Regions from separate parts of the Mus musculus genome. Here region 2 is linked to region 1. The links are chromatin contacts, called in public targeted proximity ligation maps. All regions are on one chromosome and are shown on one strand. The core of a region is the stretch at or near the end of the contact, and the rest is flanking DNA. Distances in the headings are between cores, read along the strand shown.

The links.
Region 2: a targeted proximity ligation map of extraembryonic endoderm stem cells shows a contact between it and region 1. A contact is called at or near these places in 1 of 484 Hi-C or Micro-C datasets (cortical neurons), 3 of 130 datasets of targeted methods (bone marrow-derived macrophages, extraembryonic endoderm stem cells and pancreatic cancer cells) and 3 of 9 other capture datasets (adipose tissue, liver and pancreatic islet).

The regions. Positions count from the first base shown.
Region 1 is chr19:24,029,292-24,035,096 of GRCm38.p6, reverse strand. Fam189a2 (family with sequence similarity 189, member A2) reads left to right here and starts at 4,078. Exons shown (of 11, transcript NM_001114174.1): 1 at 4,078-4,549. The coding sequence starts at 4,160.
Region 2 is chr19:24,176,700-24,182,532 of GRCm38.p6, reverse strand. The region is part of intron 2 of Tjp2 (tight junction protein 2); the gene reads left to right. Among named protein-coding and RNA genes, the nearest start is that of Tjp2, 45 kb to the left of the region's middle.

The sequences.
Region 1 (5,805 bases), core at 2,829-5,328:
GCGGGAGTTTTCACTGTTAGAAGTATTTAACTTCAACAATGAGAAAAATATGGCTGATACCTTCCTGTTTAACACATCGGTCTGTATTAGAGCCAAGGTATTAGCAATTACTCACAATCACTTTCTACCATTATTTCATAACGACACAGTGTCTAATTTGTCTATCTCAGGGCTTGATTCATTCATTAATCCATATCTTTTCCATTCTCTTATTACTAATAAGGATATCGACACAGCCTTTTGTGTTGTGTAAAGGTCCCTGGGACTCTCCACTAATTCATTTCCCCATAATACCCTCTAGAAAACCTACAACCATAGGGGTCAAAGACTCAGAGTTTAGAGGGGGCATTGAGGCTTTGTGCTGGGATCTATAACAGGCTTAACTCTCCCACATCTCAGTGTGCCTGCCTTGCTTAACCCTTCTTTTGCTGGAAGTCTAACAAACAGTGGTGGGAAATGGCTGAATCCCAGGCTTAAGCACATTGGAGTGATTTGCTGTCCAGTAACTAAGGCCAGAGAAACTTGTGAGATCGCTGAGGGGTATCAGGTACCATTTCACCATGTGCAAACAGTCACCCGTGTAGCAGGACTCGGCTGGGCACCAGTAAGCCTCAAAACATGTACACATAAGCTTGCTTTTAAACTCAATACTCCTTTTTTTTTTTTGACATCTAACAAAATGGCTATCCCTAGACCTCTACTACATGATAATTTGCACATAAAAATCCTGGCATCTGAATACTATCAGAAACCAATATTTTAATTTAAAATACAAGACCCTAACCGCTCAGTAGAGACACTGGATCCATAGGGTGGGGAAAGCCCGTGACTCTGCATTTCAACACACCACACCCCATCATGGTTCTGGAGTCCCTGGAACTTACTTTGAAGCCGTTGCTCCAGTGGTACTGAGAGGTCACGGGGGTCTCTCAGGAAAGCTCTTGTCTTTTTGTAAAACACAACAGCTGGGGACAGGTTGCCAGGGAAGAGGCTTTGAGGAGTTTCTTTAGCAGTTGCCACTGTGACAGGAAAAAAGTCCTTTAATTGGCTTTAGGGGTTGGGTGGGAGTCTGCTGAGGGGTGTGGAAGAGCCCAGAGTGTGAGATGAACAGTGTGCAGAGAGTGGGTCTCCTCGAAAGAAGGCTTTAGGAAAAGGAGGGGAATTTGAGTGATGGGCAGGGGGAAAGTAGGTGAGAGTTAGCCAAAACTTCTTGGAATCAACTTTGATCTCGAGGACAATTGGCTGCTGGATTCCATGAAACAATACAGTGTAGCTATTGTTAGCTTGAACTTTTGCCTACATAAAGAAGGCATCTGGGTCAATTCTTCTAGAGCTTCTTCTTAATGTTGTTTATTCTTTTTTTGTAATAACTTTACCGAGACATAATCCACATATCATGCATACAACGTGTCTTATCTAAACAAAGAATTTAATTCATGTTTTTCACATATTCAGAGACTTGTGCAATCATCACCACAGTCAATCGTAGAATACTTTTATCACCTTAAAAACAACAAGAACAACAACAAAACAAAAAAACCACCATACTCATTAGCTATCCCCCTCCCCCACCCCAATCTCTCCATTTCCCAAGCACTCAACAACCACAAAGCACAAAGCAAATCTCTATGGATTTGTTTGCTGTAGATATTCCATCAAAATAGAATTGTATAGTGTGTGCATTCTGTGACTGGCCTTTAACTTAGCCTGTTTCCAGGGTCCATCCACATTGTAGCATGCATAAGTACTTCATTCCACTGGGTGGGTACCCTGTGTTTTAGCTGTATGTTCATCTAGTTGACTTACTGATGGGTCGCTCCCAACCATCTTTCTACTATGGAAGATTATGGGACAATTTGTGTGCACATCTGACATAGATTGTGTTAATGCCAATTGTCACTTTTGGAGGAACTCCCTACCCTATAAGGAAGGTTCAGTTTCCTCCCCTGCTTTCCCCCTGCCCACCTCTCCCGTTCCATTCCCTGCCTGTTTGACTATTATCTTCTATACCAAGCTGGACTCAGTGGACCTGAATTGATGGTGTAAGAGATCTGTTTCCTACAGTTCAGTGAAGTATGACCGAATACTTAAGCAGGTGGTGGTGTGAAGTCTGAACAGTCGAGCTCTGGTTACAAGAATCTTAAGCACAAATACCAGAGGACAATAATTGCTGCAACTTTAAAGGGTGGGGCAATTTATCTAGACTTGTGCTTCTGAAAACAGGAACAAGACATTCACAGCCGTATACAGGTCGATAACAACAAAAGAGTTGGGGTGGGGGAGAGAAACAGAACAATAAGTTCCCTTAAGTAGGAGTTTCCAGGGAGGTCCTGTGACCTTCTAATGTGTAGATCTGGTAGATTAAGACCCCCTATGGATTTTTACTTGTCTTTGCTACTTTGTGTTTCTACATAGAGATAACACCTAAAAGCTTTGGGCATTTGAAGTCTTTTAGGAAGATCCTTAAGTATAAAAATACGGAGAAGCAGAAAGACCCTAAGTGTAACCATATAGATTATCAGAGTAACCCTTGCTGTGTAATTAGCACTGGCATTGAAAAGTAGATTGTCACCCACACCTCCCCCAACCTCATCCTACTCATAAATATCCCCAAGGGAAAGCGGGTATCCTGACTTCTAATGCAAACATTCTTAGACACAAGGAATGCATTTTTAATGGCATGGTTCAGGTGTCAGGCTCTGGCCAATAGAATAAATAGATTTATTTAGCTGAGAGAATGTCTGAACACTCAAGTAGACACACTGTATTGCAGGGTGTCATCCAGCCTTAAGAATTAAATACTTTTAAGCTTGTGTTTAAAATAAAAGTTATAATCACAGCACTGAAGGGATGAAACTCGTCTTCACCTGCAATTTAAGAGCATCTATTGTAGGTTTTGTTCTTAAGTACACGGGACATCAGATTTTCAGTGTTCATTTAAAAACAAAACAAAAGCCAAACTACACCCTGCCCCCAACCTTGACATTTATTCCTGGGAGCAGTCAGAAAAGAAGTCACAGGTACTATTAAACATGGTGGTTTAATGATTTTAAAAGTGTGTATGTAAACACCCGCACATGTCTAATACATCACATTGTGGGACATAATGTTCAGCATCAATACAGCCTTCGCAAGCAGAACACACGGCCAAACCTGCTTTTCTCTTTTTACTCAACAGGAGGGCATTAGATTCCTTCACCTTTCCAATAAGCCAAGCTTTCAAGGGCTACAACTGGCTGCAAACCGACACTGCTCTTGTCCTTACCTGGAAAAGAAGTTCATGATCACCCTCTTACCTATGATACATGAGCCGTCTAGACATTCTATTAGGGGAAACTTTTGTGCAAAGGCGAATAATTGCTTTTTTTCCCCTCAAAGTTCGATACATATATTATAAATTACCAAGGCAGATTAAGATTTCATTAGACCATTTCCTGCGAAGTTTGGGAGCCTGTGTTCTATCATGTGATGCCAATTAGCTCCCGGTCAAAGCTAAAAGGATGGAGCTTGTGACCCCTGCCAACTGCACAGGGCCGCCCTGGGCTCTTCCATTGTGATTGCTGACTAGTGTCTCCCAAGGTAACCTGGCCTGGCCACTATTGTTCCCACTCTGGTGCTGGGAAAGCACTCTGTTCCCTCCCGGCAGAGCTGCACCGACAGAGCCGGGAACTCTCCATAGAAGCCATAGATGCAGATTGCATTCCCGGGCGGTAACGTCCAGTGAGTGTCCTCTTTCCGGGCTAGGACCTTTTCCCGTCGGGTCGCCCACAGCCCCTCCTCCGGGCGTGGTGGAGGAGGAGAACCACAAGGGACTCCTTTCCTATTTAAAGGTTGCCAGCTCAAGGGACCTGGGTCCACCACGGGTCCCTTGGCGCCGCGGTTGCAGACAGACTCTGACAACGGTTGAGCCGCTAGCTGCATGGTTCCCGCCGTCCCTGGACACTTTTCCCGGTGACCCCAAGGCAACGGCGCACTTGTCACCGTGGGTGACCGAGAGGGGACGGCGGGGGGCGGGCCCCGCGGGGCACGTGGGCGCGGCCGGCGCTGGCCGCGGCAGCAAGTGGTTGGGCCGTGCGCAGTCCGTCCTGCGCGGCGCCGGCGCGGGTGCCCGGTGCGCGGCGCCCTCCGCTCGGCTGCGCCGCCCGCCCGCCGCGCGCCCATGTCTCTGCCGGTGGTGCTCCCGGGCTCCTGCTGCCCGGTGGCGGGGCTGTCGGGCGGACCTCAGGCCGGGGGTCCTGGCGCCGCCACCGCCGCCGCCGCTCAGGAGCCGCCGCTGCCCCCGCTGCGGCCGCGCTGGCCCCGGGGTGCTCTGCAGCCTCCAGCCCGGCCCCGCTGCGCCCCCGCCGCCGTGCTGGCCCCGCCGCCGGCGCTCGCGTCCCGCCGCCCCGCCGCGCCAGGCTCCGCGCTGCTGCCCGCGCGCCCGCTGCTGTCGCTCGGGCTCCTGCAGCTGATCCTGGGCTGCTGCATGGTGGCGCTCAGCTTCGGGGCGCTGTCGCTGAGCAGCTCGCCGCAGGTGAAGAACTCGTGCCCATTCTGGGCTGGCTCCTCGGTGAGTACCGAGAGTACCTCTCTGCGGGGCCCACCCTCGCGGCAGTGTGTTGTGGACGGTCCCTTCCATTGTTTTTGTTTGACCTCTATTGGGGGAGCGGGGACCCTAAAGCCACCTGAAGTGTAGGCGACAATAAGTGGGGGTGGGGTGTGGGAGGTTAGTGTCGGGAGACAGTCAAGTTGAAGGGAGAATTGGATTGCACCTGGCCAGTGTCTGTCCCTTACACGTTAAGGATTTTGTTTCCGTCAAGTTAACATTAAGCACGGTATCAAGCTCCTGAGAGACTCACATGAGGATGGGCGAAAAAGAATTTGAAACTTTTTGTGGCCACTGAATACTGCATTGGCAAAGCAAACTCCGGGAGGACAGGGGTTTTGATAGGTTTTCCTCACTGACACATCAACAGTACCCGTACAGGGTGGGGTACTTCTGGAATGGACAGAGTGACAGAGTGAAGGGGGGAGGGTTGGTTGACTTGTTTTTATTCTTCATTAAGACAAGGATAAATGAAAGATTATCTGGAGTTGGATGACTGAACCCTGAGGAGCTCCGAGGTAATAGGAGGTTGCCTGTGACTGATGACTTATACCTGGTCATTAAAGAAGGGCTCAGACCCTGGGTGGGTTCCTGGAGTCACCAAAGCTGCTCTGCAGAAGTGGATGCTCAAGAAACAGAACCTGTCATTACGGATGCACACCCCAGAACTCCAGAAGTTGGCGCAGCTAGCTGGGGATGTCTGTCCTACCCTGGCGCCTGGCCCCGCCTCCTTGGCCAATGGGGCATAGGGAAGCCCGGCCTCTGAGAAAAGTGGTTGCCAGTGAGCAAGCATTTGTAGACTGGATGGATGGCTACTCATCCCTGCCTCCGAACGGTGTCACAACTTTTAAGGCATCCATAACCCCTTGAGGTTTGCCAGGGGCCTGGAGACTTGGAAGCAGGTCCTTGTGCAAGGACTGTGGAGGATGAGAACGGCAAATGACCTTTCTATAAAAGCCCTACAGTGTCTATAGCTTTTTCTATGATCTTCAGTGAGCCCACAGTTTGTGCTCTACTGGTTAAAACATACCCAGAGTCAAGACCAATTTTTTTTTTTATTAAAGTACGAGAACATATTGAACCTAGTGTAATTGTTCAAGTGGGAACATTAAGAACATAACGTTTTTCTGGCCTAACCCAGAATTTTGTAGTACCTGGTATCAATCTCTACTTCCTCTAAAGACCTTTGCTAAATGGTTCTGTTGGGACCTCAATCCTAT
Region 2 (5,833 bases), core at 658-3,157, 150 kb before region 1:
CGTACGTGGGTACCAGGGCTCTGTCTTTCTGCTTGTGTGGCAGGCACTTTATCCAGGGAGCCACCTCGTCAGCTCCCAAGGGTCCCACTTCTAAATCTAAGTTTAGACTGGTGACTTTATGAGTGCTTGGTGACCTCTCAGGTCTTTAAACAAGAAAACCAGCAGGATCTCCCTTTCCCAAGACAAAGATCCTCTTGGCTTCCAGGGGAACTGGAGGGGAGGGGAGACAGTGAGGCTGGGTCCAGGGCAGGCACCGAAGAGGCAGGTTTCGAGATATTCCACAATAAAAACACGTAATCTCAAAAATAAAAATAAAAGATGATCTCATAATGTTTTCCCTTTTGATTGTTATTAATTCCCAAAGTATTTTTGGAAACTCACTTCCGTAAAACTGTCTGTGGGTGATTCCCATCTTTACTCGTTTGATGATATTTTTGGAGTTTCTTCAACATGTTATTTATTTATTTAAATGTTCTTCAACATGCTTGCTTGCTTGCTTTCTCTCTCTCTCCCTCCCTCTCCCCTCTTTCTTTCTCTCTCTCTCTCTCTCTCTCTCTCTCTTTCTTTCTCTCTCTCTCTCTCTCTCTCTCTCTCTCTCTCTCTCTCTCTCTTTCTTTCTTTCTTTCTTTCTTTCTTTCTTTGCTCTGTCTGTGTCAACGCCTGTAAAGGGCATCAGATCCCATTACAGATGGTTGTGAGCCACCGTGTGGTTGCTGGGAATTGAACTCAGGACCCCTGGAAGAGCAGCCAGTGCTAGTTAACTGCTGAGCTGCCTCTCCAGCTCTCTCTCTCTTAAGTTTAAAAAAGAATGTATTCATCTTAGTTTATGCATATGAGTGTTTTGCCTACATGTATGTATCTAAGTGTACTACTATGTGCCCGTCTTTGGGGGGCAGAAGAGGGTATCAGGTCCACTGCAGTTCTGGATGGTTGTGAGTTGCCATGTGGGTTGTGGGAGTTGAACTTAGGTCCTCTACAGGAGCACCAAGTACTATTCATCACTGAGACATCTCTCTAGCCCATAGACAGAAGTTTTCACCGCTTAATAGATAATATGCTTTATTTTTAGACACTAGGAGTAATTTTTTTAAATCACAAGGTTTGGGGGCTCAGCAGTTAAAAGCATGTATTACTCTTAACAGAGGATATATCAGAGGGCTCACTGCCACATTTAACTTCAGCCCCAGGGGATCTGATGCCCTTTTCTGGCCTCTGAGGGCACTGCATTCATGTCTGTTGTCTCTCTGTCCGGCTCTCTCTGTCTGTCTCTCTGCCTCTCTTGTCTTTCTGTCTCTGTCTCTCTCTGTCTCTCTCTCTCACACACAGAATAAAAATAAAATCTATAAAATCTGAAAAGTTTTGAGTTTCTTTTTAACTCTAGTCATGATATATAAGCTGAAGTCCTACTGAGCATATTTTCTAACAGGTGTGAAATCACAACAGACTACATCAATTAAAATATAACCAACAAGTATTTTCCAGCCATATACCGTGTAATTTTTTGTTGAATTTAGGCCATTATGTATGACATAACGGCTTCACTTTGGGAATTAGATCGTCTCCCTTCCTCTGGCTTTCTCTTGGTATTTATCATGGATTATAATTTTTTAGTTTGTTTACTTTCTTGATTCTCCATCTCTATTTTTAAATTTCTAGCTCGTGTGCAAAAAAACTGGATTTCATTGACACACACACACACACATGTTATATCTTGCTCATATTTGCAGAAATACGGGGTTACTTCATGATTCTTTGTGCTGGGGTTGTGCCCATCTCTGTTCATCTCTGACGTTGATTCGAATGAGGACCTCAAAGTTCTAACGCCTGAGGATGTAGCTCAGGTCGGGTATATGTCTGTTAGGAATGTGCTTGTGAGGCCCCAGGTTCTGTCTCTAGCACCGTGGAGATGGGAGAGGAGGAAATAAGTCATTATTCTATCAGGGCGGACAGGTTAGGCAAGAACTACAAGTTCCACTGTTCAAGTAAACAGTTCTTTAGGAATGTAGGATTTAGAAAGCTAGATAGCCAATCACCTGTCTCCATTCTCCACAAAAGAAAACAAAATGAATCAAAGATGGGTAGTTTAACCACTGTTTCGAGTAAAAGGACCAATATGTGACAGCTAACAAGGAATGAGTAAAGTGGAGATGCCCCACCCCACTCCCAAGTAACTTTAGGGGATGGGGAGTGCAGCAGGGTGGCGCAGTAGAATCTGTCCTGAAAGGCTAGTGTTTGGAGTGAGGAGGGTGCAGAAGCCAGGAGAGAAGATGTGTTCCCCAGGGAGGGAAGAGAGGTTTGCCATTCTCTTGAGAAGTGTCAGGGATCATATGGGGCTTTAGTTGCTGCTTGGGCAATTCTTTTGACTCTGTCATTTGTCATCTTTTGTGTGTTTATCTTTCTCTTCATCATACTGTAGGCAGCTTTCTGTTATAAGTTGTCCTTATCTCTCTCTGCCTACCCTAGGGGATAGGGTAGGCATTTAAAAAATGTTTGTGGGAGGGGTGGGTCTGTATGATTCCAATCTGCCTTAGGTGCAGAGAGCAGCCTAGAGACTTTTCAGTGTGAGTTTACATTGTTTCCAACTGAAGAAACTAGGTAACCATGTTGTAAGTATATACACACATAGATACATATGTATATAAATATATTCTCTGTATGTGTGTGTGGTACAGAATATCTCTGCATATAGATCTCAAATCTTAACTTACTTTTTCTTTCATTACTGGGCTAGATGCTGATACAAACTAGGCAAGCACTTTAACCCCACCTCACCCCCCTTTTTCTGTTTAGGTTTTCCTAGAACTGGCTGTATAGTTCAGGCCGACTTTGAACTGGAGACTTTTCTACTTCAGCTAGTATGATCTGGTTTCTTTCTTAGAACCCTCTCTCTCTGCTGGTGAGAAAAATCTTAACATTCCATAGGAAATCTGACTAAGTGCATTAAGTTTGTTATGTTTGTTTGAGTTATTTTATTTTATTTTATTTATTTATTTGAGATGGGGTCTTACTTTGTAGCCCTGTCTGACTTGAAGCTCACCATGGAGACCAGGCTGTCCTGCAACTCAAGAGATCCATTCTACTTCCAGTGTGCTGACACAGATTTATTTTAACTAATCTATTTCAGAGACTTAATAAGTCATAATTTACAAACTACAGAAGCATTGTCTGTAATTAAAAAAAAAAGATTTATTTATTGTTATGAATAAGTATGCTGTAGTTGTCTTTAGACACACCAGAAGAGAGCATCAGATCTCATTACGGATGGTTGTGAGCCACCATGTGGTTGTGGGATTTGAACTCAGGACCTCTGGAAGAGCAGTCAGTGCTCTTACCTGCTGAGCCATCTCGCCAGCCCCCATTGACTGTAATTTTAAGAGGAAAACTCTATTCATAATGCTGTCATCAAAACATTTTCCAAGTATACTTTCTTTTTCTTACATATTTTTCATGCTTTATTAATGTGATCATAGGTTAGATAAAACTTGTGTTCATTCTCATTGACAGATTTTTGTTTGTTTGTTTCTCAAGACATAGTTTCCCTGTGTAGCCCTGGCTGTTCTGGAATTCACTCTGTAGACCAGCCTGGCCTCAAACTCACAGAAATCTGCCTGCCTCTGCCTCTTGAACGCTGGGATTAAAGGCCTGCATCACCCTTGCCCGGCCCCTTGACAGTTTATTAACATTGTCATTATTATTCTTGCTATATAAATTTTCTCATATTGTAGTTAACCCTTCTGTACTGGCTAGTTTTGTGTCAACTTGACACAGCTGGAGTTATCACAGAGAAAGGAGCTTCAGTTGAGGAAATGCCTCCATGAGATCCAGCTGTAAGGCATTTTCTCAATTAGTGATCAAGGGGGAAAGGCCCCTTGTGGGTGGGACCATCCCTGGGCTGGTAGTCTTGGGTTCTATAAGAGAGCAGGCTGAGCAAGCCAGGGGAAGCAAGCCAGTAAGTAACATTCCTCCATGGCCTCTGCATCAGCTCCTGCTTCCTGACCTGCTTGAGTTCCAGTCCTGACTTCCTGGGTGATGAACAGCAATGTGGAAGTGTAAGCTGAATAAACCCTTTCCTCCCCAACTTGTTTCTTGGTCATGATGTTTGTGCAGGAATAGAAACCCTGACTAAGACACCCCCCCCCCTTTAGTTTTGTCTATACTGATGATTACACATGGCCTCCTACATGCTAGGCAGGAATTCTACCACTGAACCACATTCCTGGTCCTTGAGATAGGATCTTGCTAATTTGCTCAAGCTAGTCTGGGTAGGTCATGACCTTGAACAGCTCCCTTCCAAGCAGCTAAACAGCTAGGATTACGGGCCTGACTAGTTTATGTGTTTGTATTTATAGTTTTGTTTTTCATTGAAGCAGAGCCTCCCAGGGAAGTTGAGGCTGACCTGTAACTCAAAATTCTCCTGTAAGAGTGCCAGGTTATAGACATCGGTTACTACACTATGCCTGCTTTCTGTCAAGTAGGATAGGATTTAATAGCTCTTTATCCCTGGCCATAGATGACTTCCATCTCTTCTGACTAGGAATGGACACCTTGGGAAGTAATGAAACTTTGATATGGAACAATTTTGGCCAACTTCAGCGGTGGGTCTATCTGAAGCAATTAGGTTCAGAGTCTGTATTTCTTCTCATTTCTCTTTTGAAAGAGGGATGATGTCATATAGCCCAGGCTGGCCTTCAACTCAGTATATAGCAAAGGGGACATCTAATTCTCCTGTCCCCAACTTCTGAGTGTGCCACCACATCGTTTATGTTGTACTGGGGGTCAAACTCAGGACTTCCTGTGCTGGCTAAGTCTACCAACCAAGCTGTATCTCCAGTCCCAGTCAGTTCTTGACTGACTTCCTCACAGTTCTGTGTTAACTGACTATGTTCCCCCTTTTAAAGCTCACTCTTCCTATGGCTTTTTGACCACCTTTCTCCAGAAAGTGTCTTCTGCTTGTTGTGATCTTTGCACAGCCTCAGTAGGACCACACCAGGCCAAACAGTTCCATGTGAGGTTTATTGAGAGAGAGAGAAGGGCAAGGTGGTGATGGAGAGAGAGAGAAGGGGGGAGGAGAGAGATCAGAGGGACCTTTATATATGGATGGTGACATAGTCAGGTAAAGGTGGGAGGTGGAATGGATTCTGGGAATATGGTGGCTGTTGCTTGGCAACAGGTGTGCCGGTTGTGCCGTGATGTCACGGGTTTTGGAGGTCCTGATACCAACACTGCCCTTTCAGGTTTGCTTTGATTTTTATTTACTTATTTTTTTGTCCAGCAGAGTTTGTAATTCCTATAGGCAGGTCCTGTCTTTGGTCCACCTTTGCCTCTAACTGCATCAGGTGTCTAAAAGGTGTCATGCCTTCTCTTGCCTTCTCTTGATGGCAACTTTCACAACTCATTGGTGACTTCCAGAGCTCTCTAGCCAGGTGCTCATTAATACCTCGTGGAGCTGACATGCTCAGTGTGGAGCTACTGAGCATCTCCACCTGGATGACACATAGCCCTTGACTGCTCTACATCCCTAAACTCATTCATTATCCTTCCTCGGGCCCCTCCCAAGGTATGCTCGGCTCCTGAATTCTCCATTGTAGTCAAAGCACTGTCTACTTAAATAGGCCACACACCCGAGAGTCACACTGGGCTCACTTCCCTTTTGTCCTTCACAGCTAGTTGGAGTTACCCAGCCCATTGAGCTACTTCCTCTGTTTCTTTGGAGTCTGGCTTCCTTTCATCTAATGCTGCATTCCATTTTGCCTGCTTGCCCACAATGGTAGTATGTACAGGTCAAATTATTTATTTATTTATTTTCGAGACAGGGTTTCTCTGTATAGCCCTG